Linked DNA regions of Sus scrofa: region 1 is linked to region 2. The links are chromatin contacts, called in public HiChIP or PLAC-seq maps. All regions are on one chromosome and are shown on one strand. Each heading gives the region's core, a stretch centred on a gene start, on an enhancer-like site or on the middle of the called end of the contact. The rest is flanking DNA. Distances are from core to core; before and after follow the strand shown. Region 1 overlaps NFIA (nuclear factor 1 A-type). Region 2 overlaps NFIA (nuclear factor 1 A-type).

Region 1 (6,247 bases), core at 1,074-3,573, 310 kb after region 2:
CTCACCTGCTTTCAAGGTTCCTGCAGAGTAAAGGGTAAGGTTTTGGAGAGTAATAATTAGGCTTACAATGGAAAACAAAGAAAAATGAAAAATAAACAACGCAAACTCCTTAAGATTTATAGTTTTTACCTTTTAAAGGACACTTTCTAAAAAAGCTCACTATAAGAGTATTACTCTTGTCCATGTTTAAGGGCATAAGTACTCCTTTATAATGTCCAGGAGTATCAAGAGAATGCAGAAAACACTGCAAATTTTCATTTGAGCTACGCATCTTATGAGACCATTTACCATGCGCCTGCTGGACAACGTAAACAGTATCGACGATGGTTATTTGAATTTACGGTCACTTGGGAAGCCCTCCTCGAAGAAGTTCGTTAATTCAACCTGGAGAAAGTTCTCGTCTTTGAATAGTTCTTAACTCTTGAAGATAACAGCTTCCTTTAAAAACCTGACAACTGTAACCAACCCCCTTCCCAGAAAAATTCACACGGAGTCTAAATTCTCCATGCGCTATCAGGAACTAGTACACAGACCACAAGTTAACCTAGCCTGTTTGTCCCGTTACTACTTTTATTAATGGCCTGAATGACGCCATACTAACAGTTGGCTGATGAATCAGGCAGAGCGGAATGAAACGAACGTATCTGCTAACACTCATCTTCTTTGAGTCTAGACCTCTAGGATTCAAAGAGAAAAAGAGCTCCATATGTTGGAAGGTGGACGGCAGTCAGTATGAGGACATTTATGTGCGTGCGTGTGTTCATTTAAAAAAAAAAAAAATCAACTATGTACAAGATGGCAGAGACCATATGGGTAGCAGTGGCTGTTAACATACCTGAATGAGGAAAGAAAATTCCATCAACTCTGTGATGTTCCTGAGGTGGAAAGGAGACCGAGGAGAGATGTTAATGAGAGGCAGATTTCAGCTAAATAAAAGAAAGCATTTTCCAGCAACGCACATCAAGATGGAAGAGGCAGCCCGGGGAGGAAGAGGGCGCTTCTCCAGCCTGGGAGGCAGGTTAGTGCGGTGCAAAACGATGGGAGGAGGTCCTAATTTCTGTTGGGCCTTAAGCTAGACACACGAGCGGAGGCAAGTCGCCTTACAGGTTGACCTAACTTAATTTCCTCATCTGTAAACTGTATGTCATAAAACCCACACGTAAGTTAAACAGGAGATGGTGAGCACGTGCCCGAGCAGTATCTCGAGAGAGGAGGTATTCAGCATCAGCCACCTTCACTCCCACTCCCTCACGTCCCTCTGGAAGTATTTACGCAGAGGCTGTTGGGGGCATCACACGGGAGTTTCTAACAGAGCAAGGCTGTGGGACGCAATGGCCTCTAAGATCCTTTTAAGTCTAGGATTTGGTTAGCACAGCTATTCTGAGGCGATAGCTCTTCTACGTGAGGCGTAGGATGTTGACAATGATTTACTTTCGTCCTTCTCCCCTCCTTGAGCAGCCACCTGAAAATCAGAATGAATGCTCTTATTTTTCTTCTTCGGTATTCTATGCTTGCTGGCTCATTCCACTTTATTTCAAAGAATTTTCCATAAGCTCTTAAATGTTTCCATATGACACCATATTCTGCAGGTAACCTGAGTTCATACCATTCCCCAAACACGAGTCCCTGTAAAAGGTTCCAGGATCTCTTTGTGTGCTCTGAATAGAATTTGTTAGGCTGCCAAATCATTCGGTCTTCTCCAGATAGCCTTGTCGTTCCTAACTTGGTTATCAAATTCTGTTATCAGCATATTTTAATCAAAGCCTTTCAAAAACAGTCTGAGGGTTAGGAAACAGCATAAGGTCTAAATGAAAAAAGGCCAGAGGCTAAAATATACCTACCAAGGGGGACAAAAGCGAAGGGCTATTCTGACTTTGCTTTAGGACACAACAACAGCGGAAGCTACTGTCCTCTTAGGAGGGGGAGAAAAAAAAATGCCAGCTCAAATGTCACATGTGAATAAATTATTGGCCGCGCATAAACAACAACAAAAAAGGAGGGGTTCTGGTTTTCTTCCTAACCCGTGAGTTTACACAAGACCTCTTTAAAAAGAGGGAATCTTTCTTTTGTCAAGAAATCATCATCTGCTGCTTGAAGAATTTAAAAATAAAATGAAACATTAAAAAAAAAAAAAGGAAGAAAATTCCCGGGCTCCGCGCCTCCTAAGGCAGCAGAGATTCACTCCTCTGGTGGTGAGAAGCAGAGATGGTGGGCGCGATCCAGAGTCACAGCTGCTTGGGAAGCCGCCGGGCGCTCCTGTCATTTCAGAAGCCTTGCTGTGCACACACATCTGAGCGGGGCCACCTGGATTCCCTCCTCCCGTGGAGGGAGGCCAGGTTACAGTCGCTCCATCCATGCCACTCTCTGGAAGGAGGAAGGTCTCTGCACAGAGTGTGTGCCACCCTCCATGCAGCCTGCTCTTTCAAACAGGGCGATAATTAAAAAGGGGGGGGGGGCAAAAAAACAAACAAAAAAAAAACCCCGGCTGCCTCCTCCCATCCAGCCCCAATTTTATAACCAAAAGAAATCATTGTTTCTTTCATTATTACTTTCTTTCAACCATGACAATAAACACTCTTTGGCAAGTACCTCATCAGAGGAAAGCTATTCAAAGAATTTCACATTGATAACACCACCCGTGTGGTGCTGGAAAGAACTTTGTTGATAATTCGTCCTGAACCTCTCACGATCCAGATACCTGGAATGTCTGCTCCTTGGCCAACGGAAGTAGAAAACCTTTAGGAAGGATTCGTAATTCAAATCTTCCTGTCCGTTCTGGACAGAATGAATTTTCCTTCCTTTGCGACCCGGCATCTCTTATACGCCCCTGATGCCATTGTGCAGTTGTGAGGTCCCGTCTCCACTGCAAGACCTGAAGCCTCTTGAGAGAAGGGCCCAGTCTTTCTCCTCTAGGGGTCCCTGATGCCTCGCATAATGGTCAGCTCAGAAAATTCTCAGTTGCCTCAACCAATGGCTGATGAATTAAGTGGGATCAAAGGACACTGAAGGTCAAGAAGCTAAAAGGACTGGCCAAGGATCACAGGGCTACACCAGGAACTAAATCCCCCAGTGGGGCTCTCTCTTCTCCACCGGGACTCCCCCTGCCAAAAAAAAAGGTGAGAGGAATGGCTTAGGACTTTACCGTCTCTCAAACCCCAACTGTCCTCCTTTCAGCCCAGAAGCAACTCTTCTTCGAATAAGACACTCAGATTCAAGAAAAAGGAATCTGTGTTGCCTAGTATTAAATAATTTGATAAAAAGCTGGTAAAAACAGAAAGGTTTTACACATGCAAATCTGCCCTTGCACCCAATTTCAATTCTCTTATTTTCCTGATCTATATTCCTGCTCTCCAGATGGACCATCAGCTTTATACCAATGCCAGCAACAGCTTGCGTATTGTTTGTTTAAAACAAAGATGATGGATTAAATATCATATGCAATGTGAGGAAAGAGGTTAAGGCTAATATTCCTGTTCTGAAATATATCATAAACCCAGTCCATGAGCTTTTGTCCCCAGTGGATTCGTATAAATAAAAATTTAATTTTATTTTTCAGACTCATAAGAGGAAGCATGCATTCATCTAGAATATGGAGCCTTTCCATCGCTCCAGATTTATTCTTGTTCTAAGGCATCATTACCCTCCAAATTATACAGACTTATGTCATTTCATTGAAACACTCATTCACCCATCACATGCCCAGATCCAACAGTAACACTTTTGTTTTACAATTATGCCAAAATGAGCAAACTTGAAATTCTTTCACCTATATTTGAGTACTCTGCAAAATGTCTTTAATCATCTCAAATAAATTCCAACCAAAAAAAAAAAAAAAAAAGATCTACCATTTCAATGCAAAATATATAAACCAAAGAAATCATAGCAGAGGTCTCTTCGTACCCTCTGCATTATTCTATGAAGCTTCCTACAAAGTAGTCGCCAGTAGGGTGGACTGGGTATCAAAAACAGCCTACTATGCAGGCTTCCCACACAGTAATTTACATATTTACATGTAATTTCCATTAGAACAATAATTTAAGGGAGGGAGGCACTTGTAGAAGCCAGGATGAAAGAACTGTGCAAAATGCAAAGCTAATTCCATCAAGGGATTCTGATGATAGGATATCAGTTAAGTAGATTATCATCAACAAAAGAATACTCATTAGGATCTAGGAGTCCCAAGAGGAATATCTCTAGAAAAAGAAACCCAAGGTGCAATCTCCACTTCCTCCTGGCTACACAGAGGCGGGTACTGAGTAGACACAAGGAGCCCATAGGAAACCGAAACAAAAGCACAGTCTAATCCTAGACACAGCCTAGCCATCAGTTTCTTGACCGAAAGTTTTATTATTCTGCCATTTCTGTCACCCAGTCAGGTTGAAACTTTATTTAAGGCTGGAGTTTGGCCCTCCCCAGTTGCACCATGAAGAGAAAATATTTAGAGAAAGGTGTTTTGCAATTCCCGTGTTTGGAATGAGTGATAAAATCTGCAGTGCTACCGATGCTTTCTAGATGCCAGTTAAATGACATCCATTTTATATGTTAGGCCTGAAGAGCAGGCAGACTGTATGTCTAAGGAGACGCCCAACAGCCCTGTACAAACTCTGGGATACACGCGAGGTAGTCTCAAACTTTAAAATATGACGCTTATGGCAACCTGACTGCTAAGAGCACAATTAATCCAGTCTTCTCTTCCTACACTATAATTCATTCTTTCTCTGTTTTACAATACTAGATTGCCATTTTCTCTTGTATGCCTGCACATGTGAAAATACTAGCAAACTAAAAGACATATACAAGCCTCCAGACCAAAAAAAAAAAAAAGGAAGTGATAACACAGAATGTTCCTATTAGCCATATTAAAAAAAAAAAAAAAATAGGGTCACAAACATATCAAGATAAATAAGTGAACACAATAAATTTAACTTTTAAATATGGAAAAGCCCTATTCACAAGCACAGATATAAATTTTATCTGGGACCTTGAAGCTTAAATTTGGATTAAATGAAACCTCAGGTCCCTTACAGCTATAATGTTCTATGACTCTTTGAGTCTATTTTTATTTGTTCACTTGAATTTCTTCTTGACAGGGAAGGTAGCTTTAGCCTCCCTTTAGAATATCTTTCCACCTACACATCTTCCTACTGCACTAACACAAGTTGAGCTGAATGCACAGTTATGTAACTTTAAGATCAAAAGAAAATGGAAAAGGGAGTCCTACCCCAGCCCCACATGCTATCACTACCAAGACCCAGCCAGGGAACATTGCATTTTACCAATAAACTAAAGACAGCACTAAAATATTTGCCAAAAGATTAGGTCAAAAATTCTTTCTTTGGATTTATGGTGTGTGTGGGGGGGAATCACATCACTGAAAGTTACCTGAATGATGCTATCTACTGCTATAACTGCCTTCACAAGGCTATTTAAGAAGAGCAGAAAGAATCTTTTATTGTACACAGCTACTATGGAGTGTAAATTCTTTGCCTCATAAAGCGAACTCTATTTGTGTTGCATGTATATTCACCATTTCCTGCAAATGGGGTAAAAACTAATTCCAGATGAGTAGAAAAATGTCTTAGTTTTCACAGAAAATTAATTCCAGGGAAAAAAATGCTAAAGAGTTTTTTAAAAATCTATAACTTTGTAGATCAATATCTGGTTTCTTGCTTCTATGTTTTACTCCCCAGATTTTTTTTTTTTTTTTTTTTTTTGGAGGGTCAGTTTGTGACCTTTCCATTCTGAGCATAAGATTGCTAATTTCCATCCAGAATCCAAGAGAGCTTTCGTGTTTCCTTGCCCCAAAGAGAACACTTTTTAAAGATCAATATAATACAGCATATATCACCTGAAAAACAAGGATTCAAAAAGCCCCGGGAAGAACAGAGTTAAAGACGATCATTTAATCAACCTTAACTCACACCAGAATATTTAGCGATTGCGTCATTCCCAGTACACAAGTCACACGCTGTCCTCAGTTCACTGCATTGAGTAACAGACAATGCAACGCTTTAAATTTGATTTCCTAATGTCCTGGAGGTCGATGTGAGACCTTGCCATTTGTTAATACTTTTAAGTTTATTTGAGTTTTTTTTAAAAAACGGAACCTGGCACTATAGCTAAGAGACGTGGTTAACAAAATACAAGTCACTAATTAGACAACCCAAAATGCGAGCATTGCCATGTTAAAGTTTTAAACCTGATTTGAGTGGTTAATTTAAAAAGCATCTTCTACCCTAGAACTTTC
Region 2 (7,043 bases), core at 30-2,529:
CCTCCCAGCTGCCTCCTCTGAGGCTGTACTTTCCGTGACCCTGCTTTGGTGTAAGGAAGGCTTTAGATGCAATGCAGTTTAACCCACGCTGTCGACACAGCAATAAACTAAAACCCTTTACGGAGAAAGCAAATGGACCCAAGGAAGCAAATCTATCTCCTTCATAAGCACCTGCTCATAGTGTTACAAACAAAGATGAATAGTTATAAATTAGGCATCTGGAGATTACACACCCAGGCACAGGCACAAAATAGCTCAGAGAATTTTTTCAAACACCGTGTTGAGAACCTCAAAGAGAAAATACTTTCTGTACTTCAATCAGGACAATACACAATCATGTTCTCACTGGGAAATCAGGGAGTCGTTTCTTCCAGAACTTCATCGAATTCTACTTCACACCTCTCTAAGTATCTCTCTGTCTACTACCTTTGCCTTCCAAGCATTTCTCCATTTCTCACTTAACAGCAGCCATTTCTAAACTTTTAAAAGAGATTGTTTTTTTCTCCTTGGCCTATACTAGCACAAAACACAACTATCCGTGGAAAAGCAAACTCGAGATGTCCCGGCATACTCCTTTCCCCGTTGCCTACCTCCAAACACGACAATCCTTTCTCAGACATCCCTTCCCATCCCTCGGGGGCCAGCTAACGAACACCTCCTTCTGCACCATCACCAGCAACTTAACAGGGCTCAGGAACCCTTTCTCTTCCTCTTAGAAAGTCGGCCAGGTTCCTGTGGCCCTATAACAAGTACAGAAGAGTGGCTGGTCCCCCCCACTCCCGGCACGCACTCTGATGTCACCCCAACCAGAGCGCACTTGCCAGATTCGCTGGGGGCCTACTTCTGTCTGCTTGCACGCAGAGAGACACGAACTTTTAAGCGGGGGAAGCACACGCTACCTAGCCCTGGGGAAGTTTTCCTCCCACAGCAAAAGGAGCTCTGGCACAGAAGCCCTCCTCTTCAATACGAGAAGCAAAAATTGCAGACACTGTTTTCCACGATTCCCGAGAGCTCTGTGGCTGAAGGGCCGGGATGGGTGAGGGTGGGGAGGAAAGGGGACCGAACAGGGACTGGGAAAAGCAGCCTGTTGTGCCCAAGACAAGTTACAATGCACCTGATGAATAAAACAAGCTGCACCACATACAGAAAAGATGAGAGCGGCCCACCTGTGTCTGTTGAGGGATATTTACAAAGCTTGGATCCCGTGGTCCAACACTGACGAATCGGTTTGCGGGGGAGGTGCTGGGTGTCGAGTAGGCTGTGAAGGGAAGGGACACATGCGTTCAGGAAGCAGCACGAGATTGCACACACAAACAACACCAAAAACACACAGTCTCCGAGCCTACGCAGCTGATTAACAAGGAAATGTGCAAACGCTGGGCTAGCAGAGGGATCTGGCTAGCAGGGGCATTTTAGACAGTCAAAAAGGGAAGGGGTGTTGGATTCCAAAGACTGTTGGAATAAAACGATGTCAAACTGGTGCTCAGAGGGGCTCTTCTCTCCTTCCCTCACACCAATGAGAACATGCAGGGTACTGCAAAGTATACTTTCTGAGTTAAACATGAGCTCGGGGGTCAGAAAGAGAAATCCTAGTCTTTAAAAGCACAGGAGAAAGAAATTAGGTAGAAAGGTAAGGAAAGCAGTTCATTTTACAACTTTGATTTCACACTATGACCCTCCTAAAGATCAGGAAACGTTCCTGTGCCTCTCTCTAAACTATGGAAAGGAGTCTTTTTTTAATTTTTAATTTTTTTTTTTTTTTTGCTTTTTTTAGGGCTGCACCCGTGGCACATGGACGTTCCCGGGCTAGGGGCCAAATTGGATCTGCAGCTGCCAGCCTACACCACAGTCAGAGCAATGCAGGATCCAAGCTGCGTCTGCCACTTACGCCGCAGCTTGTGGCAATGCCAGATCCTCAACTTACCAGGGATCGAACCCACATCCCCATGGACACTGGTCGGGCTTGTAACCTGCTGAGCCACAATGGGAACTCCCTGGAAGAGGAGTCTCTATAGAAGGAATTGGGTTCTCCAGAAAAGGGGTGGAAAACCACCTAGAGCAGCTGTTTTTACAGGCTTGGTGGAGTGTCTAGAATTTTATGATGCACAAAATGTGCTTACAGTATTAACAAGTTTTCTCACCCTAGAACCCTTCCATTCAGGCACAAACCATCAAGATCTCATGTAAACCCAGAACCTCAGGGACCACACTTCAGCCTACCATTCTTTCCACAGCACATGAATGTTTCTGTGGTTGGTTTTTATATTTAAGAGCTTCACTGTAGTTTAGTGAGAAAAAATTCTGTGGCTTTGGTGTTTCCCTGGCTCATAAATCCAAATGAGCATTTCGTTTTTGGGTGTCCTTCCATCCATGTCTTTACCACAAAGTCCTAGGATTTATCCACATTCTTTCTTTACTAGGAGTTTTAGATAGACTATTGCTTCATTTCAAATTTCTTAACAATATCTGTAAAAAGCCTACATGTTCTGCCCTAATGCACCATCTAAGAGATGAAAAGGATTTGCATTTCTTAAAAACACAGATAATTGAGAGAATAACACCAAATCTCTTTGCCAGACTCCCCCACCCCCCACTTTTGACATCATCTATTTCTCTTCCTTTCATCTTCTGTCTCGTACAGCATGGCTCAGACTTCTTGCTTCCCTTGTTAACGACGTCTAGAGATCAAATTCCCACCAATCTGGCCCAGTCCTACTGGTCATCTGTGGTCAGAGCGAAGTCACCCACATAGAGCTGTGACGGTCATGCGGTGTGGCTGTGTGAAGTCAGCATGGAACAGAGGAGGAATGAGAAGGTCCTCTCACGTCTCTTAATAACCTTCTTTTAAATTTTTTGGTCTTCTGTCTTTTTTAGGGCCCTTTATATGGCACATGGAGGTTCCCAGGCTAGGGGTCGAGTCAGAGCTGTAGCTGCCGGCCTATGCCACAGCCACAGCAATGCCAGATTCGAGCCGCATCTGTGACCTACACCACAGCTCAGGGCAATGCCTGATCCTTAACCCACTGAGCAAGGCCAGGAATCAAACCCCCATCCTCATGGATCCTAGTGGGGTTCATTACCGCTGAGCCATGACAGGAACTCCAATGAAGAACTTTTTGTTGTGGTATTTGTTTTAGAAGAGTTTGTCCCATAACAGCTTTAAAGAAAATGTTCTAAACACATGACGAGCTCTCCTGTCTAGCAGTGTCAAGGTCCTGAGGTCTTCCGCGGCCCATCCTATGTTAGACTAACCCCAACAGATCTGAGAATTAGCTCTACATTTAGCTGTTCAGTGTGTACCTCTTACTCCCCAGAGGGGGGGGAAACTCACTTTTTTAAAAAGCTCCGCAAAACACTCTTTATTGTTTCATTCAGACTATTGCTCTGCTTTGATAATGCTTTCAGAAGTCTCAACAGAAAGTTATATATTGAAAAGGATGGGCTATAGTTGTTACCTGGTAGCGAGTTTACCTGCTTGGAAGGGCACAAAGAGGATGTGGGAGAGATAAGGAGGAAGCCAGTAGATAAAAGAACCTGTTAAACCTGTTAGTAGTTAGGAGGGAAAAAAATGTTCTACTGTAGGTGACCAGGTAGGTAGGCTGAGCATAGAAGGCCATGGAAAGTAAGCTAAGGTTTTAAGACTGAGAGATGGATGGCAGATGCTGCACCCCAAGGCCTTGGCTTGTGGTCCTGGCAGAGCAGTGCACATGCCTGCAGCGGTCACTGCAGACACACGGCAGGACTTCCTACGGCGTTTGACCATGCTGGTGCATCCGAAACAAGCATCCTGACTGATCCTGGGGTACATGGCCTTTTAGCTCTTCTTTTTGTGTGTGTGAAGACAGTTCTCCCTTGATCATACACAGCAGTCAATTTGGAAAGGTCTGTATTACATCTCCTCTATTTTTGCCGGACATAAATAATTTTGCCTTTTTTTTTTTTTTTAAGGGCAGCGCCTTTGGCACATGGAGGTTCCCAGGCTAGGGGTCAGTCGAATCAGAGCTACAGCTGCCGTCTTACACCACAGCTCACAGCAATGCCAGATCCCGACCCACTGAGGGAGGCCAGGGATTGTACCTGTATCCTCATGGATACCAGTCAGATTAGTTCCCGCTGCACTGTAACAGGAATTCCAATTTTGCCATTTTGAAAGATGGCTTAGCATTCGAATAATTTAGCCACTCAAAAGTACCATGAGGCCAACAATTGGCTAGTATCTCTTCTTTAGTCTTGAGACAGATGTTGCAGTCTGGGTTTCAAAACACCCTAGAAGGCCTTTAATGCTCTCTTAGGACTAAAACTGCTCCAAAGTTTATTCTGGCTTTTTAAAAACAGAGAAATGCTGAGAGAGGTGGTTAAAAAAAAAAAATTTGTTGGAATACTGTTGACTTACAATGTTGTGTTAGTTTCAGGGGTACAGCAAAGTGAAACCAGTTATACACATCCACATATCCACTCCTTTTCAGATTCTTTTCCCATCTAGGTCATTACACAGGATTGAGCAGAGTTCCCTGTGCGATACAGTAGGTCCCTGCTACTTATCTATTCTACACATCGCAGTGTGTATACGTTCATCTCAACCTCCTAATTTACCCCTCCCCCAACAATTTCCCCTTTGGTAACCCTAAGTTTGGTATCAAAATCTTTTTAAAAAGGACGTTACAACTACAAAAATCCGGAAGTCTCTAAGTACCCAAGTCACTGAGTGGAACAAAAAGTGTCCAGGGAAATTTATTCTATAGAAAGCTGGTTCTGGGAAAAATCAAGGACACAGGAAAAACAAGGGAAGGAAGAAAGAAAGTCTGACTCATCTTCCATTATTGTAGCTACAACAGGCAGAGTGTTCACCTATAACAGGATGTCATTCCAGGGATGATATGACATAAGTTGAGTTTGATTTTCCCAAAGAAACAGTGGGATGAGGGAGTTTGTTGAGCAAAAATCTCAGCTGAATCTTTTTATTAAAACAACCACATACACCACGGTGAATCAATTACACATGCCCAGTTAAGAGCTTTCAGCGTGAATATAAAATCAAATAAAAGGGACAATGTGGTAATTAATTATATGCAAGTGTGTTTACTATGCTATGATACCACATTCATATGCTTCGTAATTATAATTTTTGCCTTTTTACAATAGCAATAATCAAATGCTGCAGGAGGAGCTTCAGGAAATCATGAAATCCAGAAGATTTTTTGGGAAAATTATTGTAGGCATTTTCGAAGATTCTGGAGGGAAGATTCAGGGGTATTTGATGATTTTCTGATAAAGTCAACAGGGAAATCAATTTGCTTATATAATCTCTCTGTAAAAGTCCTTATGGCAAACACGACTATTAGAAATTAAACTATTGATTATTTGCCTGCTTCTGAAACAGTGTTCGCTTTTTCTAGTAGCCATTTTACCTACATGAGCAATATCACCATGGACCATTTTCCCAACATTATGGAAAAACATTCCTATAAGAAGCTTCCACCAGCTCTTATTTGGGCTAATCTGATCATAGTTTTTTCTCTTTCTAACGTATTTCTTCAGATTATCCAACAGTCTTAGCCTTAGCCACAGGGGTAAGTATCAAAATCCCAAATTAGAATCTGATCCCATATCCTTCTGTGCTGCCTACTTATCATATGCATTGCTAATTCCATAATCCTTCACTTAAGTGGAACAAGTCTGGCCTCAGTATGGTCAATTGGAAAAATGGTTCATGAACAGTTCTTTCTTTACATGTGCTCAAGCTTCTGCGGATGCTAGAGTCTATCTCTAGGGAGACTGTGGGATGGGCAGGGAGGGTGGCAGAGGTCACCCATTAGCACTGCCTTTTACAACCGAGCAGGTGTTCTCTGGAAGAACAGCCTCTATGTCCTCAGAAATGGATGTAACCGACTGAGTACAAGCCAAAGAGAATTCCAACTGTTGTTCCCAGGGTGTCTAAGTTCTTTTTTCCTCCTGAATGAGAAGGAATAAGGGATGTGTCTTGATAGAGGAATCATGGCCTCTCCAGATGCATCAGTTTTGAGTCCATACTAACCTTCACCCAACAATCATCCCTGACCAGGGTGTTAAGAAAGGGGTCAAATTCTTTTAAATAAAAGATGCTTAGAGCTTTCCTGTTTGGGGGAAAAATATGACTGAAAAACAAGATATTAGGATATTAAAATATCTGTACCAATGTCAGTTGAGATTTCTTTAAGATAATACCAAATCAGAATTTGATCCCGTATCCTTCTCCCTCTCTGCCTCTCCCTCTGACTGTCTCGAGTGTGTGAACACTCGCTCTGTGCCAGGCTCTGTGCTGAGAATTACGGGAGATAAAAAGGTGAGCCAGACATGCCGCTATCTTCAAAATGCTGGTCTGGTGGGGAGAGATGAGCCCAGAAAAATGAAAATATGAGTGCCTAAAAGTAATATAAATAAAAATCTGTGGGGTGGTAAAGGGCAGAAAAGTGACACCGGGCAGGGGAACAGGAAAAGCTCTGACATAGAGCTGGAGACGGCGTTTGTGATAGGCTGTAACAGACGTGTTGGTTGACAAGTGCAGATGGATTGGGGGCCACAGAGAAAGCAGCACAAGCAAAGGAGCAGAGGCAGGGGCCGGGGCGTCCATTTCAGAGGGAAAGGAGAAAAGATGGGACATTGCAAATGACACTTTGTCATACAGGTCGGGAAATATAAAAATGTAAGGATCACAGACTTGAATGTTTGAAAATGGAGGCGCAAAAGTCTACTGAATTTTTCTTTGAAGAGGAAGAAGTGATTTATGAAGTAAACAAAGATGCCAAATTTCCATTCTAAACACCATTAAGACCACTGGGCATCCTAACACGTGTATCTCAAACCAATACGCACTTCACCTGTGCCCTTCGTGTTCAGAAGTGCAGACGTAGTCACATGTGGGGGCTTCCCTTTAAACATACTAGTTAAAAATTCAATTTCATTCAGCTAGACCCATCGTGATTCCACTATCTGCCCAGGAATGTGCTAGTTAACGGACAGCAGTCATCTAAACAAGTTTAGGGATGCAGGCTTGCGCACATCCC

The links. HiChIP or PLAC-seq counts read pairs in DNA pulled down with a chosen protein or histone mark.
Region 1: a contact with region 2 is called in an H3K27ac HiChIP or PLAC-seq map of skeletal muscle, with 2.7 times the contacts expected there. The contact joins two enhancer-like sites. A contact is called at or near these places in 1 of 47 Hi-C or Micro-C datasets (skeletal muscle) and 1 of 2 datasets of contacts at active chromatin or transcription factors (skeletal muscle).

The regions. Positions count from the first base shown.
Region 1 is chr6:151,176,813-151,183,059 of Sscrofa11.1, forward strand. All of the region lies in intron 2 of NFIA (nuclear factor 1 A-type), which reads right to left. Among named protein-coding and RNA genes, the nearest start is that of NFIA, 50 kb to the right of the region's middle. Within about 2 kb of position 2,324, at least 16 of the 83 cell types and tissues checked have an H3K27ac peak or open chromatin away from gene starts, as enhancers often do. A contact at or near this core is called in skeletal muscle, where this site is marked.
Region 2 is chr6:150,866,997-150,874,039 of Sscrofa11.1, forward strand. NFIA (nuclear factor 1 A-type) reads right to left here. Exons shown (of 11, transcript XM_021097780.1): 10 at 1,167-1,258. Among named protein-coding and RNA genes, the nearest start is that of TM2D1, 260 kb to the left of the region's middle. Within about 2 kb of position 1,280, at least 21 of the 83 cell types and tissues checked have an H3K27ac peak or open chromatin away from gene starts, as enhancers often do. A contact at or near this core is called in skeletal muscle, where this site is marked.